Regions from separate parts of the Pan troglodytes genome. Here region 2 is linked to region 1. Evidence: chromatin contacts called from public HiChIP or PLAC-seq data. All regions are on one chromosome and are shown on one strand. The core of a region is the stretch at or near the end of the contact, and the rest is flanking DNA. Distances in the headings are between cores, read along the strand shown.

Region 1 (4,597 bases), core at 320-2,819:
GCCATTCTCCTGCCTCAGTCTCCCGAGTAGCTGGGACTACAAGCGCCTCCCAGGTTCACGCCATTCTCCTGCCTTAGCCTCCCGAGTAGCTAGGACTACAGGCGCCCGCCACCACGCCTGGCTAATTTTTTTTTTTTTTTAGTAGAGACAGGGTTTCACCGTGCTAGCCAGGATGGTCTCGATCTCCTGACCTCGTGATCTGCCTGCCTCGGCCTCCCAAAGTGCTAGGATTACAGGCGTGAGCCACTGCGCCCCGCCTACAGTTCCACTTCTTAGAAGACTGTATGGTATGAAAATAATGTACAAGAGTTTGGGTCATAACAATTTACTTTTCTATGTCTCTAATTTTGTTTATATGTTTTGAGAAAGGGTCTTGCTCTGTTCCTCAGGCTGGAATGCAATGAGTAATCACGGCTCACTGCAGTCTCAACCTCCTAGGCTCAAGTGATCCTCCAGCCTCAGCCTCCCCAGAAGCTGCAGGCGTTTGCCACCACACCTGGTTAATTTTTAATTTTTTGTAGAGACAGGTTTGGGGAGGGGGGGTCCTTAGCACGTTGACTAGGCTGGTCTCGAACTCCTGGGCTCAAACAATCCTCCTGCATAGGCCTCCCAGTGTTGGGATTACAGGCATGAGCCACAGCACCTGGACAATTTCCAAGATATAGTAAACTGCTGAACCACCTTAGGGTGCGTTTCAGCCTTAGAGGTCTTTTCTCTGCTAGTTACAAAACAAGATCCAGGGTATCATTCTAGGTTTATCAAAAATCTCTCTTCCCTAGACAATGGCTGGATAGAGGAAGAAAAAGCAGGCCCTTTGATTAGAGACACATCTTAATGCTGGCTTTACATTCTCAGTCACGTGTTTTAAGCAAGATTTGAAATTCCTTCTGAAGAGCCTCGCTCCAGAGAGCGCCCTAAACCGAAATGGGAAACTGAGGCTAAGGTTCCAAGTACCTTCAAACCGCCGGTACAGTACAAGGGCACGGAAGAGCGCAGACCGCGGACAAGGAAAGCCAGCATAAAAGCTGGAGGGGAGAAAGGAGAAAAGCGATCGGGCTGCCCTGAGTGAGGATATTCAGGCAAGCCAGCAGGGATTTAAGAGCAGCCTCCCGAGTCCGTGGGGGCAACGCCACAGTTCAGCCCCTTCCCCTCCCTCAGCTCGAGTCTTCCCGCCCCGTGCCGGTCAGCCCGAGGACCCCAGCGCCGCCCAGACCCGCCTTCCCCACAGACCCCGCCACCTGTCAGTGAAAGGCCGCAGCCAGGGGCAAAGAAGTGGTTCAGTGGCTCAGAGGTCCCCAATGGGCCAAAGTTGCCCTAAAACCCGGGGGAGTGGCCTCGGCCTCCGCCCCCCGGCCCGGCCTTGCCAAGCTTTACCTTGAGTGCCAGGTGATGGACGCGGCCCAGGCCAGGCTCGGCCAGCAACTGCAGCAAACCCAGCATTGGGAGCAGCCGGAGGCCCGCGGCCAGCCTAGGACCGCGGGAGGCGGGGGAGCCGACGGGCGCCAGAGCGGCCATGTTTGTTCCAGCATCACCAGCCGCTTCCTCTCCCGCCCACTTCCGGGGTGAAAGGGCGCAGCCGCCGGAAGGGCCCAGGGAGCGGGGCTCGGCGGCTAGCTCCGCTGACCCTGTGGTCGTTTTCCTGGAGATTGCGACCTAGGAAGTCGTCGAGGAGCCTGTGCTGCCCACTTCGGGGCCCTTCGATCGGCCCCTCCTGTGCAGACTTTCAGTTAGAGATGAAGCCAACCTATTGGCGGTTGCCATAACAACGGTGGCCGAACCAGACCAGCCCGGGCCGCACCTCCGCCTCGCTGAGCTTTGGAAGCGACCTTGGGCTCCGGGGACCCCTGACCTCAGGGTCGGGGGTAAGCTGTGTCAGCCGCACGGTGTCGGGCCACTGATTGAACTGATTTCACTGAGCGTTGACTCGGAGGAAAATATCTAAAAATTCCCGGCTCGCCGTAGGGGTCCTGTGGTTTTCTAGGCGCTTCACACTCAAATACAAGCGAAATGGTTGCAATAATACGATTGATTGAGCCCTTATGAGGCAATTTGTTAGGCCTTTTGTTGTATTTAATTTTTGGAACAATTTGATGAGCTAGGAGGTACGTATTATCATTATTCCTACTTTACAGGTAAGCAAACTGAGGCTCTGAGAAATAAGTCATTTGCTCCAGCTTGAGCTGGGAATCACACGGAAGCTCTTAACTCCTGTGTTCTGTTGCCTCATGCTATTTCATCCAACCCCAAGTCTGGGTCTTAACATTTTTCTCTTAATTCTGTATGGAAACTTTCTTTGCTTCTTTTAGAAATTATAGGAACTTCTTTTTTTTGAGACGGAGTCTAGCTCTTGTCACCCAGGCTGGAGTGCAATGGCACGATCTCAGCTCACTGCAACCTCCGCCTTCCGGGTTCAAGCGATTCTCCTGCCTCAGCCTCCGGAGTAACTAGAATTACAGGCCTGCGCCACCACGCCCGGCTAATTTTTGTATTTTTAGTAGACACGGGGTTTCTCCCATGTTGGCCAGGCTGGTCTCGAACTCCTGACCTCAAGTTATTCTCCCGCCTCGGCCTCCCAAAGTGCTGGGATTACAGGCGTGAGCCACTGCGCCCAACCTGCTTTGGAGTACTTTTTATCTTTTAAAGTTAAGTGTCATCTTTGAAAATCTCTGGTTTTAAATTTGAATATAATACTGTACTAAAAACGAAATGAGGCCTGGCAGGGTGGTGATTCGCGCCTGAATCCCAGCACTTTGGAAGGCCGAGGCGAGCGGATCACTTGAAAGTCAGTTGTTCGGGACCAGCCTGGGCAACATGGCGAAACCTCGTCTCTACTAAAAATATAAAAATTAGCGGGGCATCACGGCCGCGCGCCTGTAGTCCCAGCTACTGGGGAGGCTGAGGCAGGAGAATCACTTGAACCTGGGAGGCGGAGGTTTCAGTAAGCCAAGATCATGCCACTGCACTCCAGCCTGGGTGACAGAGTGAGACTCTGTCTCAATAAAAAAAAATCAGGTAAGAATCTTAATCCCATTTTATAATACAATAGTGATGAAACATTAAAATAGTTTTAAATAGGAGACTTTTGTCTTAGTTTCTGGACAACAGTTTTATAAGGGCTTAAAACTGGGTTCATAGGATTCCTTGCTTCTCTATACTTGGGTATTATCATGTGACCTACATAGGGTCATACCAGTGCTGTCTGTCCAGGGGTTTAAGAGGATATCTTCTTTCACATATTTGAAAGCTGTATTGTGCCAGTCATTATTTGGGAATTGAGAGGAATAAGAATGAGGGAAAACTGACTACAAAGACATTGTGGAGCATTTTCTCTACAGTTACTTCTTAAATTCTGAGAAAACTGCTGCCTTGACAATTACATTTAGCCATGTGATTTCATAGTTTCAAGAAAAGATTATTTGCATAATCATTATGCTGTGACTGGAAACAGACAGGTTGAGTAACAGAACAAGTTATGCCTGCTTCTCCTGGCAACATTTTCAAAGGGACGTTACACTTTAAGGTATTGACTGAAAAAGCCTGCAGGGGCTGGAAAGACTGATCTCCTAAGCTTGGCTTTTAGCCTTACTCTCTTAGTCAAGTACATTTTATTTTTCTATTTTCTCTCCTTTTTTTTTTTGAGACAGAGACACTGTTGCCCAGGACTGAGTGCAGTGGTGTGACATCTGTTCACTGTAGTCTCCACCTCCCAGTTCAAGGGAGTCTCATGCCTCAGCCTCCCTAGCTGGGACCACAGGTGTGCGCCAGTATGCTCAGCTAATTTTTGTATTTTTGCTAGAGATGGGGTTTCACCATGTTGGCCAGGCTGGTCTTGAACTCCTGGCCTCAAGTGATCTGCTCACCTCGGCTTCCCAAATTGCTGGATTACAGGCGTAAGCCACCCTGCCTGGACTATTTTCTCTAACTTTTCAGGATCAGCTTAAGGTTGCTACTAGAATGTGTAGTGTTGAATCTAGTGCTATTATTATTAAATAATTATTTGATATCGGTTTAGACATTTTCAGAACTCGTTTAAGTAATTAATGTGTTAATAGTCTCCAGTTTAAGAAAGTATAATTGCCATTTGTTTTTCTTATCAAAAGACTTGATAGGCCTGGCTGGTGTCTCATGCCTGTAATCCCAGCACTTTGGGAGGCCAAGGCTGGTGGATAACTTGAGCCCAGGAGTTTGCCACCAGCCTGGGCAACATGGTGAAACACCTTCTCTACAAAAAATACAAAAATTAGGCCAGGGGCGGTGGCTCAGGCCTGTAATCTCAGCACTTTGGGAGGCTGAGGTCAGTGGATCACCTGAGGCCAGGAGTCTGAGACCAGCCTAGCTAACATGGCAAAACCCCATCTCTACTAAAAATACAAAAATTAGCCAGGCATGGTGGCGCATGCCTGTAATCCCAGCTACTCAGGAGGCTGAGACAGGAGAATTGCTTGAACTTGGGAAGCGGAGGTTACAGTGAGCCCAGATTGTACCATTGCACTCCAGCCTGTGTGACAGAGCGAGATTCTGTCTCAAAAAGAAAAAAAATTTAGCGAGCATGATTGCACCAATTCACTCCAGCCTGTGCGACAGAGCAAGACTCTGT
Region 2 (4,648 bases), core at 1,932-4,431, 220 kb after region 1:
ATAATCAATGGAAATTGGCTCTCCTGAAATTTCTATTTATTGAGCCATGACTGCTCACTGGAGCCAAAGAGCACTGCCACTTTCCTGCCTTTAAATATTTGTTGTTGGCCGGGCACAGTGGCTCACACCTGTAATCCCAGCACTTTGGGAGGCTGAGGCGGGCGGATCACTCAAGGTTAGGAATTCGAGACCAGCCTGGCCAACATGGTGAAACCCCGTCTCTACTAAAAATACATAAATTAGCCAGGTGTGGTGGTGGGCGCCTGTAATCCCAGCTACTCAGGAGGCTGAGGCAGGAGAATCACTTGAACCTGGGAGGCGGAGGTTGGAGTGAGCCAAGATCGCACCACTGCACTCCAGCCTAGGCAACTGAGTGAGACTCCGTCTCAAAAAAAAAAAAAAAAAAAATTGTTGTCAACGTGCATGGCTTCTCCAAGTTTCCTCCTTCATGCTAATGAGAACCAGTTGGATACTGTTTGTCTTGCTAAGGTAAAAGGCTAAGAACAGCCTGGCTCTTTCATCACTGTTAAATACCCCACAATCAGGACTTGAGTTCAGGGTGTACACTCTAAATAAAAGCTTTTGTAAAATAAAGTTCAAGCTTACAGACCCCTAAAACCACCAGGCAGTGACTGGAACCCAAGGCCTGTCATTCAATCCACTGCTTTATCTGTCATGTTTCCAACCAAGTCCCAAACCAGAATGCGCTCATTTTAATTTGCAACTCAACCTTGCCACCCTCCCGGAGGTGATTCCCTTGTCTTGCTCTATTTGTTTCTTTTCCACAGCACTTACCATCTTCTAACACACTTTACATACTTTACTGTGAGAACATACACTCAACTAATCAGGGATCTTTTGTCTCTTTTGCTGACTTATTTCAAGCACTTAGAACAGTGCCTGCTTCATACAGTAAATGCTAAGAATCTGTTGAATACATTGATCCAATAAATACATTTATTGGATGCCGACTATAGCTGGGCTGTGAACTGTATCACGTTGCTGGATCCCAAATCCAATCGGACATGAATGCTCCCTGAACCCTGAAACAAGCCAACATTTCATCTGGCTCCAGAAAGGAGCTAGGAAACCAACCAAAACCTAGGTTGAATCTGTACATTTTCTTAAAACAACTGAACTCCCAAACAAGACTAAGAGCTTGGATTCATCTTTGAACTGCATAGAACCTGTATTTCTGGGAGGGTCCTTTTGAGAGACAGTCTCATCCTACGCTTAAAAGGGCCCAGTGAGACTTGGGCTGCAGTCTCTTGGCAAAGCCACTTACTGCCAGATTCATAGCTGCCACTTTTTCAGCATTCCTTTTGCTAAACAGCACTCAATTAGATCTGCCACAGCACAGGTGGTGGTTATCACTGGGTCCTCTGGCCTCATGGAGCAAGGGTGGGAGCAGCTCATCTGTACCCTGGGACTTCAGCTGAGGAGGAGGGTCCAGAAATGCCCCTGGCCTTCTTGCCCTTTCCTTAGTAGTGTCCAGTACCCCCTGGTGGATGGGCTGCTTGATGCGCAGATTCAGAGCCACCTCTGAGAGCGTGAGAGCTGCAGACGTTGACCCCCTGGACTCCTGCAGCAATTCCCAAGGAGCCTCTCCATCATCTGACAGGGACTCCGCATCCAGTGAGTGCACGTGCATCTGGGTTTGGCTGAACCAGTCTGCAGAGGGCAAGACTTTGAGACTTTAATATATGGCTTTTGACCAAAGATAAAACGCTGGTGCAAGAAGTCCCGAGTCTACTATTTTTTCCAGCCCAAGGAAGAGAAGAACAATCTCAGTGGAGACTGTTCCAGAGAAAACGTAAGGCATTCTAGAAATGCTGCCCTGCTTCGGAATGGTCTTCCAGAAAGGGGAACCCCAGACAGCCCCCATCGGCCCTTCCCCCTAGCCAATGAGATGTAACAGCAGCTGCAGCAGCAGCAAACATCTACTGCACTCCTACCGTGCCAGGCCCTGTGCAAACCGTGCGGCAGAGACTGACCTGCAACCAATTCCTGTTCCACCTCCTAGCTGGGTAACTTGAGGCGTGCACTGCCCCTCGGAGACTCCGCATTCTCGTTTGTAAAACGAAAAACAATCTACCTCAAAGGATTGCTGGGAGAATTCAATGAGATGATGCTTTGCCCAGGGCCTGCCACATAGTAACTGCTTAATAAGAGGTAGTTCTCAAAGTAAGGGATGACACTGAGAAAAGGAAAACTACTGTTACTTAAGGGGTTCTTAAAAGTCCTAGAAGCCATTATTTATGCATTTAGGTATTTCCTAAGCGTTTGCTGATACCCGTTTTTCAAATAAACTTTATCCTCACAGCATCTTCGGGGTGGAAGGGGCAGACGGTAGAGCGACTGACCTGCCGAAGGAGGAAAACCAGACCCGTGAAGGTCCAGGGGGGTGGCCGGCAAGCACCGAGGAGGAGTCCCCCGGCTCAAACCCTCCTGCGTGGCTTCAAAACATCAGACGCGCCTCTCCTCGCGGAGAAGCTGGGGGCCATTATTTGTGAGGCAGTCGGCGCTGGGACTCTAAGTCAACACCGCAGGGAAGTGGTCATCTTTTGTTCCGAAAGAAAAAAACGCACGTCAGGGCTCAGAGCCCGAGGAAAGAAAAGTCAGCGCCCGAGACGCGAGACGCCACGCGGATGCTTTCAACGCTAGGTCAGGCCCCGGCAGAAATGAGAGGGGGGCGGCCCCGGTTCTGGAGAAGCCACGAGCCCCCAGGGAGCTCAGAGTGGGGTGCTGGGGCCCAGAGGCCCCCCTGGGCGCCGACCGGAGGAGGGGAGAGGGGCGGCGGCGGCCGGGGGGGGGTCCCGGGCTCCGCTCACCGGGCCGCTGCGTCTGACGTACCTGGCGAGGCCAGGCCCTGTCAGCCCGGAGCCGGGCTGGGGTCGCCAATGCTCTGAGAGGCCCGGCCCACAGAAGCAGCCGGTGGCGGCCCGGAACTCACCTGCGCTCGCAACTGCGCCGCCGCCGCCTGTCAGTCAAGCGCGCCCCCTCTGAGGCGCCGCGCAGGGTTGTGGGGCCTTCGGGCGACGCCCCACCTCCTTCCCTCTACCGTCCAATCGGAAGAGGCTGACGCCAGGAGAGGGGGCGTGGCCACGCGGGCTGTGCGTGCCGGGGGCGGGGCCAGACGGGGCAGGCGCTCTGACCGCTCTGCCGCGCGCCGGAAGCAGCCTGGGCCGCTGCGCAGAGGCGCGGCGGCTGTACAACTGGGCCGTTGTCACCATGCCGGTCGTCCGGAAGATTTTCCGTCGCCGCCGGGGCGACTCGGAGTCAGAGGAAGATGAGCAGGACTCAGAGGAGGTTCGGTGCGTTTGGGGCGGGGATCCCATAGGCTTGGTAAAGATAGACTTGTTTGGGGGACTCACCACCGGCTCGGCGCTTCGCTGACATTGTTAACTGTGAGCTCGGGTGGTGGTTCCTTCTGCGGACGCAGAAATTGAGGCTCAAGGGGTGAGGCCACCGCCCCAAGCTCGAACGGTTGAGAGAGATGCCTCCGGGATGCGCAGTGGCTCTGACTCCCGGTGGGTCTAGGCACAAGGTCGTCCTCTGGACCACTGTGCTGGTGGCTCAGTAGCTGGGCTGGGATGCCCTCGAAGGTGCCTTATTGGCTCTGTTAGCTTTGGATTCCGCGGGGAATCACTCAGCTTATGCATTGCTTCTTCTTCTTCTTCTTTTTAAAGATTAAAACTGGAAGAGACCAGAGAGGTACAGAACTTGAGGAAGAGGCCCAACGGGGTGAGGTGGGTACCACGCGGGGAGGAGGAGGCGGCGGCGGGGACGACAGACACATCCGCGTCCGGGTCGCTGTCACAAATATCTCCTCAGACGTAGATTTTTCTCTTGACATACTGTACACCTTCCACTGCCCAACTTGGAGAACAGCGTTCTTTGCACATGTTTAACCAGGACATGCCCTGAGCTGTGTCGTCTCGGGGTGTGCTCCAGAGATACAGAAACAGATCACTAACTCGCGTTTTTTATTAAAACCAATTAATTGTGAAATGCATATCGATCGTTAAGAGTTTGTATAATTTAGAGAAGTATAGTCAACATGATAAAAAGCACCCATAATTCTCCCATCCGGAAATGATCAGTGTTAACATTTTTTTTCCTTGCAGAGCCACCCAAGAATGCACTGGTATTAATATTTAATACTCTTTCCAATCTGTTTTTTTTTCCTCTCTCTCTCTCAGATTGTGAACATCTTTCTATGTACTTTTATTTCCTGTTCTTTTCAACTCATTATGACATTGTGGGCATTCACCCATATTGTGGAATATTTTTCAGAAAGCCTTCTTAATGGCTGCATAATATTCCACCAGATGTGTGTATTGTAATTTGTTAACAAATCCCCTATTTTGGGACATGTAGGTGATTTTGTAAATTTGTACTATCAAATAAGGCTGCAGTGGATATTCTCTTAAATTTATCTTTAGCTGCACTTTCCATGATGAGAATATCTTAGAAATGAGATTTCCAAGCCAAGATAATGCCAAATGGCTTTACAGGAAAGTGGGAAAGTGTACCACTTCACCACCAGCGCACCCTTCTTCCAGCATCTGCGGTGCTCGTTGAGCCCTGTCTTATGCTTACAGGCTTTTCCAGCCGGCTTGCCTACCCACCCCTCAAATCCCACCCT

Evidence for each region. HiChIP or PLAC-seq counts read pairs in DNA pulled down with a chosen protein or histone mark.
Region 2: a contact with region 1 is called in an H3K4me3 HiChIP or PLAC-seq map of stem cell-derived excitatory neurons, with 2.5 times the contacts expected there. The contact joins the promoter of C9H9orf78 here to the promoter of FNBP1 in region 1. A contact is called at or near these places in 1 of 7 Hi-C or Micro-C datasets (stem cell-derived neural progenitor cells) and 1 of 1 datasets of contacts at active chromatin or transcription factors (stem cell-derived excitatory neurons).

Annotation. Positions count from the first base shown.
Region 1 is chr11:8,398,959-8,403,555 of NHGRI_mPanTro3-v2.0_pri, forward strand. It overlaps FNBP1 (formin binding protein 1), which reads left to right and starts at 1,570. Exons shown (of 16, transcript XM_063788176.1): 1 at 1,570-2,102. It overlaps GPR107 (G protein-coupled receptor 107), which reads right to left and starts at 1,584. Exons shown (of 18, transcript XM_009457495.5): 1 at 1,375-1,584. The coding sequence starts at 1,515.
Region 2 is chr11:8,617,131-8,621,778 of NHGRI_mPanTro3-v2.0_pri, forward strand. It overlaps C9H9orf78 (chromosome 9 C9orf78 homolog), which reads left to right and starts at 3,182. Exons shown (of 9, transcript XM_520311.8): 1 at 3,182-3,314; 2 at 3,690-3,749. The coding sequence starts at 3,232. It overlaps USP20 (ubiquitin specific peptidase 20), which reads right to left and starts at 3,106. Exons shown (of 26, transcript XM_520313.8): 1 at 2,954-3,106.